Linked DNA regions of Mus musculus: region 2 is linked to region 1. The links are chromatin contacts, called in public HiChIP or PLAC-seq maps. All regions are on one chromosome and are shown on one strand. Each heading gives the region's core, a stretch centred on a gene start, on an enhancer-like site or on the middle of the called end of the contact. The rest is flanking DNA. Distances are from core to core; before and after follow the strand shown. Region 1 has its middle 26 kb from the start of Gm4610. Region 2 holds the start of Fnbp1l (formin binding protein 1-like).

Region 1 (7,004 bases), core at 2,985-5,484:
ATTCCTGGTCCTGAATTAAATCGGAAAGCTAGCTGAGCATAAACCTGCCTGCCTGCCTGCCTGCAGCAAGCAGCATCCTGCACGGTACTTGCCATACTTCTTTGGCCATAGATAGATAGATAGATAGATAGATAGATAGATAGATAGATAGATAGATAGATATGAGGTAACAGTATGGGGAATAGCAAGCAGACCTACCTTCAAATCCCAGCCTGGAGTTCCTACCTTGACTTCCTTGATTTCCTTAATGATGGAGTGGAACCTTGAATTGTAAGATGGAGCAAACCCTTTTCTCCCACTAAGTTGTGTTTGGTCAGAGTATTTTTTTTTTTTCAGAAATAATGGTAACTCAATCTCTGGGCACAACAACTAGAATGCTAATCTTGTAAGCCATATTAAATCTAAATCCTCCGGTGGCAAATCCACCAGGATTCACCATCTAATCCGGAAGACACTAGTAGCTACATCTTGTCCTGTTGCTGTCCCCGTCCAAAAGGACCCTCTGGTCAGAGTATTTTAACACAGTAACAAAGATGAAACTAGAACACTCTGGTGTTCCCTCTACCTTGGTTAGAGTTGACCTGGACCTCAGTGGCTGGTACCCTAAGCTGAAACTGTCTCCTGCATTCTTCTAAGGACTGAACACAAGCCAGTGGTCTAACAGTAGCACATCTTGCCATCACCTAGTGAGACCCTCTGAATCTATTTTTTTTGTTTGATATAAGATTTTAATGTAGCCCAGGTTGATTCAAAACTCCCCATATAACCAAGTATGACCATAAATTCCTGATCTTTCTGCCTCTACCTCCCAAATGTTTTGGTAACAGATCTATGCAAGCATGCATGGCAAGGCTCTGGATCTGATTTCCCAGACAAAGACCCTCTCTTCCTGTTTCTCACATGGTCACTCTGAGACATGAGTTCAGTCATGTCAGAAAATGCAGGCTATTTTGAAAGCTTCATAAGGATCAGCGCTTTTTCTCTAGAGGACTACATGCTCTAAAAGCACTGTTAAAATGGTCCCTTGTTTATGTAAACTATAACATGCTACCAAGGAAGAGCTGTGGTCAGCTGGGCCTTGTGGAACAAGTCTGAGATCTGCATAAGATACAGAGAGAGTTCAAGGTCATTTTGAAAAACTTGGTGAGAATCTGGCTAGCCCCAAGATATATATAGAGAGATGTGTAAATACATGTTGATATAAAGTCTTGAGAGATAGTTCAATGATGGAGCACTTGACTGGCATTATACAGAATCCTAGGTTAAAAAAAAAATGGTAGTAGCCAAATTTTCTTCAAGATTTAAGCACAACTATTGAAAGCCTAACACTTGGCTGCCTTCCTATGGATTCTGTAGGCAGAACAAAGGAGAGCATTCTTGCCACCAGAAGTATGGGCTGTCTCTGCGAGTGGGTAGCAAGACCATGAAACTGGAAAGCTTCTGTAAGGCAAGGACCAATGTCCTTTGAAATGCCATTTGTCAAAAGCAGCAACCTACATAATGGGTAATATTTTTTCCAGCCACATATCTGATAGAAGTCTAATATCCAAATTATAAAGAATAAAAAAAACTAAATATCAAGAAAAAAATAACCCAATTAAAAATCGTGTACAGCTCTAAACAGAATACTCAAGAGAAGAAACAGAAATGACTGAGAAACACTTAAATGTTCAACATCCTTAGTTATCAGGGAAATGAAAATCAAAACTACTTTGCGATTTCATCTTACGACCTTCAGAATGTCTATAAGTACCAACAAATGACAGCTCATGTTGGTTAGGATGCAGAGCGCAAACTTATACAACCACTATTAAATCAGTGGGTGGTTCCTCAGGGAGGTGAGAATTGATCTAACTCACAATCCAGCTATACTCTTCTTAGACACATATCTGAAGGATGCTTCATCCTACCACAGAGACCCTTGCTCAACCACGTTTATTGCTGCTCTATTCATAGTAGCCAGAAATTAGAAACAGCACAGAAATGTGAAGGTAAATGGGATGTAACTAGAAATGAGCATCCTTAGTGAGGTAACCTGGACCCAGAAAAAGAAATACAGTGTATTCACTTATATGAAAACATTAGCTATTGAGTCAATGATAACCAAACTACAAGCCATAGAACCAGAGAGCTTAAGTATGGAGTGAGGAACTAGGAGGGGCAGATAGATCTTGTTAAGAAAGAGAATACATGGTATGGATGGGGAGGGAGGAGCTGGAATGGAAGGACCAAATGGGAAGGGGGAAGGGAGGAACGAAGGAGGGGTGGGGGTTTGAAGAGATGTGGACCCCGTAGAATCATGTGTTTTAATGTCTAACCCATAGGCAGTGGCACTATTCCAAGGTGTGACTGTGTTGGAGTAGGCGTGGCCTTGTTGAAGGAAGTACATCACTCTAGGGATGGGATTGGAAGTCTCCTATGCTCAAGCTGTGGCCAGTGTGGTTCACAGTCTCCTTCTGCTGCCTGTGAATCAAGATGTAGAAGTCTCAGCTCCTCCAGCACCATGTCTACCTGCATACTGCCATGCTTCCCAACATCACGAGAAGAGACTAAACCTCTGAAACTGTAAGCCAGCACCAACTAAATGTTTTCCTTTATAAGTGTTGCAGTGGTCATGGTACATCTTCACAGCAACAAAATTCTAAGATAGAGGGAATACAGGGAGACACAGCTAAAATTAAGGGCCATTTGAGGGGCAGGGAAACCTAATACAATAAAAGTTTCCTACAATACATATACATGTGAAGGTGATCTAAATGAAGTTGCCAAAAATGGGGGAGACAGAACCCCAACTGGACATCTCTCACCACCAAATGATGCTTCTACTACTGGAAATAGGTTATATCTAGTTAGGTTGTTGGCCAAAGAGGTCCCATGGGAAAACCTAAACACTCCAGACCATCAGACTATGGGTTGCTATCCATAAACTGATGGGATGGCCCCATTGCTGAAGACAACACCTATACTCCTCATTGAACATGAAGAGAGAGGTGGTGTCTACATAGAGCTTTCAACCCTATGTGCTAGCATCTTTGTTACAGGACAGCAACTCTGCAAACTACCAATGAAGAAACGTAAACACCAACCTAGCCATAGGCCCTTAGATCTACAATGGTGTCCTGCCTACAAGATATGTTAATGCTATCGTGACACAAAGCTTCAGAGAGTAACCAGCCAGGCTTTGAGTTGACTCAACCCACTCCAAGAGGTAGATTCCATATCTGACTCTGTTTGGGTGGCAAGGAACCTGAGACTAGGTAGCCCAGGAACCTAGAGTAAAACCAAACACTACTGTTCTACTGAAGAATATAGCAATAAACATAAAAATAAAGAATGACTCCTAATGACATCCTGCTATACTCATAGATCAGTGTCTTGCTCAGCCTCCTGCAGCAGATGGGGACAAATGCAGAGATCCATAGCCAGGCAATACTCAGAGAGTGAGAGACCTTGGAACTCTAAGCCTAAACAGGATGTCCCCATCAAATCCCTCCTCTCAGGGCTAGGGAACCCTATGGGAGGATGATAGAGAGAGGATAAGAGTGGGTCTCTATGTCTGTATTTTTTTGTTTTATTATGTGATAGTTTTATCTTATTATATTTCATTATTTTCCCTTATTAACCTGTTTGTTTTCTACTGAGAGACAAAAATGGTTGGATCTGGATGGGCAGAGAGGTGGGGAGGAACTGACGGGAGTAGAGGGAGGAGAAACCGTAATCAGGATACATTATGTGAGAAAAAAGTGTATTTTCAACAACAACAACAGCAACAACAAAAACATAATTAAGACACCAAACTACTTACTTAAAAAAAAAAGCCAAATATTTCCCTAAACCACATAAAAAGGAACCCACATATATGCAGGGAAATGGTGGGATTAGCTTGTGCACTATGCTAGCACAAATAAAAATATTCAGCAATGGTGACTGGAGGGCGGACAAGGAGATGGTAGTTAATGGACCCAGGGTTTTCTGTGTGCTTACTCAGCTCTGAGCCCTTCACAGTTAGGGATTTCAGCTCCGAGCCCTTCACAGTTAGGGATTTCAGCTCCAGGCCCTTCACAGTTAGGGATTTCAGCTCCCAGACCACCACAGTTAGGGATTCTGCTCACAGCAGGCTTATAGAAGGAAGGTTACTCAACTTTATGGCTGACAAAGCAGAGACACAGGCAGTTGAGTAATTGTCCAGACAGGCTGCGAATCCAAACCACTTCACCACGATCCCTGTTGTGTGAGAGGTGAGAGGAGGGAGAGAAAGGGGAGGAGCCCTGCTGGCTGCACTCAGGCTTCATGGCTGAGGCTGGAGCGCTGGATGATACAACTAAAAATAGAAACTGGATCAGACCAAGGATTCTTATATGCCATGATACAGTCTGAATCTTTTTTTCTACAGAATCTTCTGGAACTGGTCAGAATGCAAATTCCTGACCTTTTCCCTTCGTCCATAAATCAGAAAGTTTGGATTCTAAAAGGCTTCTCTGTAGGCCAGTGGTTCCCAGCCTTCCTAATGCTGTGACATTTAACACAATTCCTCACGTTGTGGTGACCCCAACCATAAAATATTTTGTTGCTACTTCATAACTGTAATTTTGCTACTGCTGTGAATTGTAATGTAAACAGCTGGCATGCAGGATATCTGCTAATCCCTTGAAAGGATTGTTCAACCCTTCCTTGGGGGGTTGTGACTCGAAGGTTGAGACCCTCTCCTCTTGACCCTTTTACACACTTAAGACTGAGAGCCGCTGCTGTCAGCTATATAGACACATTAGTATTTTGAAGTCAGGGAGACAGAGCTACAGGTGAATTTATTTTCCAGAAAGCAATGGACTGGAGAGGGCAAAGCCTTAACACAGATGCTCAATACAGAGTTTTCTGTGCTGTCCAGTGCTGGTGAGAGTCTCAACCAGGGAAATACCAGTATACTAGGCTAAGCAGTGTGTGCTTCCCCCTACACACACACACACACACACACACACACACACACACACACACACATACACTGCTTAGGAATTCACGTCTGTCTAGAACTTGAGAATGCAGGCTTCTGTGGCCACGGGCTTGTGCGGATGTTAACATGAGGTCACAGTGCATTAGGGCAAGCTTAATAGTGTCTTTGTGGCAGAGACAAGGAAATGTGGATGGAAGCAGACACTGAGAGATGTATAGAAAAGGAGTCATGTGCCAAAATAAAGCAGAATAAAACAAAAAGTCCACAAAAATGCCACTGGGGTCCTTTGTGTCGCCCAACAACTCTTGGGCATGGGGCCTGACCTGAAGTGTGATTGATATACCAGTGAAGTTTTGAGGTTTTGTTTTGCTTTTTTCTTTTTTAAATTGTGGTTGGGGGTTGTTTTGGTTTTGTGTCTGTGTCTGTGGTGTGTGTGTGTGTGTGTCTGTCTGTCTGTCTGTCTGTCTGTTTTACCTCCTTTTTTGTGTGTGTCTTATTTTTTAAAAGAAAAAGAACATAAAGCTGCTTGGGTAGGGAGGTGGGAGGACCCGTGAGGAGTTGGGGGAGGGAAAAACATCTTCAAAACATATCATATGACAATATTTTTAATTAAAATTAAAATATTATATTTAAAAAAAATCAAAGATGATGGGGCAAGTTGGGCAATTCGGTCACACGCCTTGGAGGGCCACATGGTGCCTCCTTCCAGGAGCAAGCAGAGACTGAGAGCATCTTCCCTCAGAGACTCCAGGAGTCAGCCTTGCTCATAGCTTGACACTTTCGAGCTTTTCTGGCTCTTGAGGTGTGAGACCAGATGTATTTGATGTGATTTGCCCTCCAGATGTTCATGGGGTGATAGGACCCTTGAAGAAGAACAGCTTTGTGGTAGGCTGCTAGGTCCCTGGAGACGCTGTTCTCCTAGAGTGAGTTCTCACAAGGGCAAGCTGTTATAATAGTGGAACCTGGCCAAGGTCTCCGTGGGGCTCCCTGTCTAGTCATGCTATGTCTTGCTGACACAGGTATTCTATTATGATAGCATCAATCCTTGGGTCTGCACCAGAGACCAAACCAATGGGGGTTACATGGTTTTTGAGCCTCCAAAACTGTAAGGTAAACAACACTTGTTTTCTTTATAAGGTTACCCAGCATCAGGTATTCCAGTCAGCATTGGGCAACAACATCAGACTACCACAATAAATTTCTGTTGCGTTAACTCATCGAGTTTGTGTTAATTTTTCTGAGGAAGCTCAAGAAAATTAAGGCAGTTTTATCAAGTGGCAAAATTCGGAAGACATCAGACTGGGTAGAAAGTAAAGTGTGAGCAGTGACCACTCGGAAGCTTAGAGTGTGAGGTCAGTGATGTGGCTGTACAGAGTATAGGGCATATATTTGAATTAAAAAGACTGGAATTTAGTTTAAACTTTGGCACCCACCTATGATAAGACTGTAGCATCTTAGTTTCCTTGACTTCAAAGTAGGGACAAGATGGATGACCTTAGAGTAGTAAGCAGACTGAATGATATCCTTTAAGGAAATCTGCTCATTTCCAAACATGGAAATTAAGAACTGAAATACAGAAAAACTTATCTAACAGGCATCCCCAAGCCATAATCACAACCTTAACCCACCAAGAGCCCACCCTGTAGGCCTGCAGGCTGCCAACGGAGTGAAACTTGGGCTTGAGCTCAGCCTCCTCCTCCTCCTCCTCCTCCTCCTCCTCCTCCTCCTCCTCCTCCTCCTCCTCCTCCTCCTCCCCCTGCTGGTACCAGCACCAAGGATGAGCTGAGCCAGGAAGGAATGCACTGGGGCTAAGCAGAGCTGGCCTCGGGTCAGAGATGAGGCTGCCAGGCACCAGATCTCTCACAGTGGTTAGCAGCTTCTCCAACGGTGCCAGTGAAGTGTACCTCTGCAGGGTTGGGCTGGGCAGGGTAGATCAGCAGCTAAGTGCAAACAGCCTGGTGAGCTCTGCTGGAGTCTGGAGTTATGTGCAGCTGTGAAGAGCCAGTCCTGGTCCCAGGTTGGGAGAGGTAGAGGGAGAGTAGCCACCCAAGGTGGC
Region 2 (7,004 bases), core at 1,158-3,657, 250 kb before region 1:
ATAGCATTTGTGTGTGTAAAACATCTCTGCCTAGCTAAATATCAACTATTTTAGGAACAAGGACTTAGATAGTATATGTTTTTACTTTTGATTAATATTAGTTTTTAAAACAAAATATAACAATAGACACTTTTATTCCTGTATTGTAAGAACTTGATTTTATTTTTGTGGTGCCCAAGATGTTGAACATGGCAGACCAGGCTACAGTAGTTAAAACTGATGATGTAATTTTTAAAAATTACACTGTGTAGCACAGGTGTAGCCAGCTGCTTGGGTTTTAGTTAATTCAAATCTAGGGTTCTGTGTTTTTTGTCGTTGTTTTTTCCAGACCTGAAAATTGAACTCTAAGCAAGGTCTCATCCACGCTGGGCAAGTGCTTTACCCATAACCTCAGCTCAAAATCTGCTTTTACTTTTAAGGCAGTGAGTTGTTTAAATTGTGAAGTCCTATTCAGAAGTTTTAGGGAAAGGAAAATGGCTCAGCTTGAAGACAAAACTTTATGCTTTATTGGGGAATTATGTTGATAGTATAGTGTTAATATGACTAATAGCTTATTTTACTTTTTTTTTTGAGACACGGTCTATGTAGCCCTGGCTATCCTGGAACTCCACATGTAGACCAGGTTGTCTTGAACTCAGAGATTCACCTGCTCTCTGCCTCTTAGAGGTGTAATTTTGGTTTGAATTATGGTCCTTAGGTCTTTCTTAGCTTCCACGGCAGAGCGTAGGTAAGTTACATCTTAGAACTGGAATAGCTCTAAAGGAGACATTGCTACAGTAACTTCATACTATCTAGAGAGTGAGAGTGAGACCGGAGAGGTGACTGTTAGAAGACATACTTTGACAGAGACAGGCCTTTTTGAAATAGAGAAATCCAGAAAAATGGTGGAAAGAAGTTATTTCTTAGGAAGATATTCTCTCTTACCAACACCCCACCCCCACCCTCCAACCACTGCACACTCTGTAACCCAGGCTAGCCTCTGACTCCTGTAGTTACGCCTCTCCCCTCCGGAGCACTAAAATTACAGGTGTGCGTCATCACACTTGGCTTCAGCGACTTTCAAAGAACATTAAAAAAAAAAAAAAAAAAAAAAAAGACCGGCCTTAACCTAATTAGAAGAGAGTATTCATTTGCTCAGCCTACCTCAGAAAAGGATAGCAAAGAATTTGGTGAGTGGTGGTTAGACTGCCTGGAGAGCTCTGGCTATTTGCCTGGACTTCAATGGGGAGCAGAACTAGGTAAACAGGAAGGCTGGGGCGGAAGAAGCTGGAACACCTGTGTTGGTCCCGGTCCCGGTCCCGTAGGGAGGAGTTTCAAGGCTGATAAGACGTCCGTTGGTGGGGGGACCTTGAAGCATTCAGTTGTCATGACTCACTGAAGAGTACTCTACTGGTTCTAGAGTGAAAATGTGTGTGTTTTAAGCGACAAGCAATTAATACTAAAGCATATGCTGGGGAGTTAGTGAGCAGACTGTACGCGGTATCTAGTAGCACCAGCCAAACTTGCTGACTGCCAGTGGAGGCAGGCTGGGAAATAACTCAGCACAGCTAAAAGCAAGAGGTCGTCTGCAGCCAAGATTCCTATCGGAGGCAAGAGACGCCTCAGGCTCTGAACAGGTTGTTGAAGGGCTGTGAGGAGGGAGAGACCGGTCCCTGGAGGTAGCCACGAGCCTAGAATTCAGGCAAGCTCAGCAGCGTCTCACCTCCTGCAGGTGTCAGTCGGGTTCGCTTTCCACCAAGTCTTATCTTTTACCATGGCAACGTCCCCAAAAGATTACGGGATCGCTTGCCTCTTAAAAAAAAGAAAAAAAGGTTTCCCGAAAGAACTTACAATAAAATCAAAATGCTTTATTAAAAACAAAAACAAAAACCAGACACGTCGTGTGACACGTTGCATTCACATTGGACGTTTGACCTCTACAGGTCTGTGGTTCCCGGGGATCCCAGGCTGAAGCGCCAAGCCTGGACGGAGAAGTTACCTTACGAAGGCAGATTTTTTTTAACTAAACACACGCACACACCCCTCTGCTCCAACGTCTGGACGTGGTTTCTTTGTCAGGGCTCCGCAAAGAACGCTGACGTGTGGGGTCGCCTCCTTTGAGGGGGGGGGTCTCCGAGCAAGGCAGGGACCGTGGGCGTCCTCCCTGGCTCTCCATCTTGGAGCGGGAGTCTGAGTGCGGCTTTTGCTGAGCCCGGAGGCCGGAGCGGACGCCGCCGAGGGTCCGAGGATCCCCGCCCCGGGCGAGCTGTTCGGAGGAGACCCCCGCCGGCCCCCGCGCGCGCGAGTGCGGGCCCGCCCCGATCCCAGGGTGCACCGCGGCCCGCCCCCTCCCCGCCGTCCCGCCTCCCCTCGGCCCCGGCCCCCTCCCTCCCTCCTTCCCTCCCTCCCTCCCCGCTGCCGGGAGGCGGGGACGCGGCGGCGGCTCGCTTCAGTCGTGTCTCTCTCACTCACTGGGGAACCCGGTGGTGGTGGCGGCAGCTTTCGAGGCAGACGCTGAGGAGGGGAAAGTCGGGACGAGAGAGGACAGCGGGAGCAGCCGGCCGGCGCCAGTCGCCTCAGGTTCCGCCATGAGCTGGGGCACCGAGCTGTGGGTGAGTGTGGGGAGCAGAGCGGCTCGCGCCGTCGGCGGGAGCCCCGGGCTTGGCGCGCCGCGGACTCCGGCGCCTCTTTGTGCCGCGAGAGCCCGCTCGGCTGCGGGCGGGGAGGCGACGGGGCGGCTGCCTGGGGCTCCCTCCGAGGGGCCCGGGCCGCAGCCCTGGACGGCCGCTGCCGTCCCCTCTCCAGCCTCTGCCTGACTTTGCGGACGGGTGCCCGGCCGGGCGCCGCGCCTTTGTACCGCGCGCCCGACGGCGGGGGAGGGAGCCATTGTCCCGAAGGGGCGCCGCTCGGATCCCCGCGCCGCGCGCCTGGGCGACGCCCCAGCTCCAGGTAGGGGGAGCCGGGCGGCTTTGTTCCCAGCCCGGCCTGGGGCCAGCCAGGCCCAACCCACACGCCCATTTCCCTCTCTTGCTGCCTCCTTGCTCGGGACCTAGGGCGCCCGCGACTCCGCGCCGGCCAGCTCCGGTTGCAGCCTCTCTGGGCTGGCGGGTCTGCTTTTGTGACCCGAATTAGGTAGTGGGATCGAGGAAGGGACGCTCATTTTGGCGAAAGGAGCGCGCGGCTTGCCGATCGCTTGATTTCCCTCTCGTTCTTTATTCTCTCTCCTCTCTCTCTCTCTCTCTCTCTCTCTCTCTCTCTCTCTTTCTCTCTCTCTCTCTCTCGTGTGTGTATGTGTGTGTGTGTCTGTCTCTCTCTTTTTTCTCTCTCTCTCTCTTTCTTCCGTGCCTTTCCTGGGCGCTGGAGGCTGCAGACAATACCCAATGTCCGACCAAGGTGCAGGCGGAGGGTTATAGGTCGAGGAATTCGCTCCGGACGCCGTCACCTGAGGGTGGAGGTGTGCATGGCAGTGATTTCTCAGGTGCGGCCGGGAAAATTGGCGGCGTGGGGGCGCTGTCTCGAGCGAGCGCCGCCTGGCCTCTGCCACTCCCCTTTTTATCCCACCTGTGCATATTTTCCGTGCCTTTGTTTGCGAAAATCTCCGGGAATCTCTGTAGCGGGAGAGGAGGGACAAGTTTCGAGTATGTACGCTCACTGGGATTCGAAACAGATCGTTTAGTCGCGAGGCCGAATGTTTTCTCCTTTTCCACGTGCTGTAGATTGGGAATTTTAGAAGTGACACTTAAAAGCTCATCTAGTCACCCACTTAACCCTGCCCCAGGAATCTGTCCTGTAGCACTCTGCAGAAGTGTTTGCCCAGTCTGCAAACATAACCATCAAGACAAAATACCTCAGGAGCCTCTCCACTTGATTGTTCTGATAATGGTGAGCGTCATTTGTAAACGAATCATGTAACATCAGTTAGAATTTCAGGCATTATTGGTCCTTTCCCATTTACTTTTATGTTTGTTTGAGACAGTCTCACTATAAACATGGCTGGCCTGGAACTCGTAATATAGACCAGGCTGTCCTTAAACTCAGAGATCCACCTGACTCTCTCCAGTTGCTGGGACTAAGGGTTTTCCCTTTTAAACGTACATTCTGTGATGGTTACAGTGTCATCAGTGAATGGAGATGGGTATAGTTTTATTTTCTATTTACAACATTTTTTATCTCTTTGGTGCCTGGCGATTGAACCCAGGACCTCGCACATACTAGACAGCAAGCCGTATCTCTAGCCCCTTATTTTTAATTTTAAATTCATGTATTTATTTGTGACTGACTGTGGGTATATCTGGCAAAGAAGCCAGAAGAGGGCATCAGATCTCCTGGAGCTGTAGCTCAGACACTTATGAGGCTCATCACAAATGCTGGGAACCAAACTCAGGTGCTTTGCAAAAGCAGCAAATGCTCTTAGCCATTGGATTAATCTGCATGCATGTGCATGCATGTGCATCGGTGCCTAAGGAGGCCAGAAGAGGACATGATTCTGAAGCTGGAGTTACAGGTGCTTGTGAGTTGTTGTCGATGTGGGTGGTGGGATTTGAACTTAGGTTCTCTGCAAAAGCAGTACAGGTTCTTAGCTGTTGAGCCGTGCCTCTAGTCTTTGTTTTACAGCTTTGAGCGAGGATTGTGTTTTCCCCTAGGTTGCAATATAATACAAGCACCTATACTGTCTGTTATTGGGAATTTGATGTCTGGAAAAATCACATCAAAATATAAATTTAGAAAACAGTTGTCACATTTTATTTTATCTTAAGGGTCACATTACTATCCTAAGGGTTTAATGATTGAAAATTCATTGTTACACAAAACACTGGTGATATATAATTACGTGCTCAAACCTAAGTAATTTGCTGTAACTGATGGTTTTTGCTGTTTTATCTTTTATGTGTATGCTTGCATGTGTGGGACAGAGGTCAGACTTGGGTGTTGTGAGGGGTCATCCACCTTGGTTTTTTTGTAACCCGATCTCTCCTTCATTTTGAGCTTGCTGATTAGGTGAGCCTCGAGCCTACTCATTGCTGGCTCCTCAGTGGTCGGGTTATTCCTGGGAATTTACTCACTCCATTGTGGATTCATATTTGCCACTTGATCAACTGCACTATTGAACTATCATTTCAGCCCTGCCCTCCCACCCCCTTGGCCATTTTAATCTTTATTCTTTGGCAGGGTTTCACAGTACAGCCCAGGCCGGTCTTGAATTCCTGGGGATACAGGTGTACACTACCAGAGCTTACTTGTTTTAATGCTTCTTATAAAGACTTGTGTTAAAATTTGGAAATAAAGGTATTCCATAGAACTTCTATATTTGTGGCCCTGGGTTTCAGAATTACCAGTAATTTGCTAAATGGATTAGGTCAGGCTTTTGTTGTATAGCTTTAAGGCTTTATGGATTAACTGCTAATGTATCTGAGCTGTGCTTTAAGGGACTTCTAGTTTTAAATGAGCATTTAAGTGAGGTAGTGACTAGAGTCAACAGTTTGTATTTTTTTTTCCAGAATGCATGATATCTTGTCCATTGATTATTATGTTGACTTCATTATCATAGAGAATATAGAGGATCATGGCTAAACATGAATCAGTAATTTCACAAAGTATAGATTTTAAAAAGTTTTTCATTTTTATGTAAATGAGTGTTTTGCCTGCATGTATGTGTATTCACCCTGTGTGTGCTGGGTGCCCTTGGAAGGTGCTAGATCCTCTAACTGGGTTCCCAGATGGTAGTGAGCTGGCTTTATGGGTGCTGGGAACTGAACATGGATCCTCTGTAAGAGCAGTGAGTGCTCTTTAACTGTTGAGCTGACTCTCTAGCCCCCAAGTACAGATTTTGTAATTAACAGCTCCCTTTTATAGCTAAGGGAGTCAGAGGACTCCTTTATTTAGTCAGTAAGTTTTACTTGTCAGGAGGTATCATTTTAGTTTTCTGAGAGGTCAATTAAAGTTCAACAGAAAAAATATTTGTACTGATAAGCATGTATGTATATATGTGTGTGTATATATACATATATATGTATGAATGACAGAAATAGGTCAGATGCATCTCATTTATATGGCCTATTAAAATATTGCTACCTGTGTCAGGGAACATTGCTTAGTGGATAAAGCAACTTGCTTGTTCAAGTGTGAGAACTGGAGCCCTGATCCTGAAAAACCCATGCAAGGGTATGGCAGCTGTTTGACATCCTAGTTCTCAGGAGGCGGTCACAAGTTTCCTGAGGAAGATAGCTGGCTAGACTAGGCCGAGTTGGCCAGCCCCGAGAGACCCTACCTCAGTAAGTAAAACTGAGAGCTGCCTGTATTTCAGTTGAAGCCGTGTGTAGTAACTAGCATACTAAAAGGTGTGGAAAGACTGATGTTGGGCTATCCCACAGATCTTACTTTTGTGTTCATATGGTTACAGTAACCTAGGCTTTGCAGATATATATAGCAAAAGAGTCAGTTGTACAGAAATATGAATCTCTAGTAGCTCATGTGATGAAGACTATTGCTTTTTTCTTTTCTGTATATAGTTTGTAATATGTCTATACACCAGGATGTGTGCCTGGTTTTCTTGGAGGCCAGAAGAGGGATTCCTTAGAACTGGAGTTATAGATGATTATTAACCACTACGTGGGTACTGGGAATTGAACCTGGGTCCTCTGGAAGAGCAGCCCATAATCTTAACCACTGAACTCTCTCTCCATCTGTGACTTAAGACTTTAGAACTAACACTAAAATGAATAGAAAGTGACAACTGAAGGTTAAAACTATTTTTAAAAGGGTTGCTTTTTCTTCTGTTCATTGTAGGGAAAGCTTTAGATAGGTCGCAGCACTTCAGCTAGGTTTTAGAACTGGAAGGGTTGTGCATGTGGGAATTCTCAGGTTCCTAGAGGGCAGCGATCATGTCTTACTCATCATTCTTTCATTGTCAGCTTCATTACTGTTTCATAAGCAAGTTACCAACATGCTTCTTGACATAGAGCCTGGCACTGATGGGACCTTTGAATAAATGCTTCTGGGCCAGCCTGATCATAGTGGTTAGATTT

What was found. HiChIP or PLAC-seq counts read pairs in DNA pulled down with a chosen protein or histone mark.
Region 2: an HNF4G HiChIP or PLAC-seq map of pancreatic cancer cells shows a contact between it and region 1. The contact joins the promoter of Fnbp1l here to the enhancer-like site in region 1. A contact is called at or near these places in 1 of 39 promoter capture datasets (embryonic stem cells), 7 of 115 datasets of contacts at active chromatin or transcription factors (acute myeloid leukemia, embryonic stem cells, forebrain and 1 more) and 1 of 9 other capture datasets (embryonic stem cells).

The regions. Positions count from the first base shown.
Region 1 is chr3:122,362,756-122,369,759 of GRCm38.p6, reverse strand. No RefSeq gene overlaps it. Among named protein-coding and RNA genes, the nearest start is that of Gm4610, 26 kb to the left of the region's middle. Within about 2 kb of position 4,234, at least 103 of the 459 cell types and tissues checked have an H3K27ac peak or open chromatin away from gene starts, as enhancers often do. A contact at or near this core is called in acute myeloid leukemia and pancreatic cancer cells, where this site is marked.
Region 2 is chr3:122,615,117-122,622,120 of GRCm38.p6, reverse strand. It overlaps Fnbp1l (formin binding protein 1-like), which reads left to right and starts at 2,407. Exons shown (of 14, transcript NM_153118.3): 1 at 2,407-2,591. The coding sequence starts at 2,568.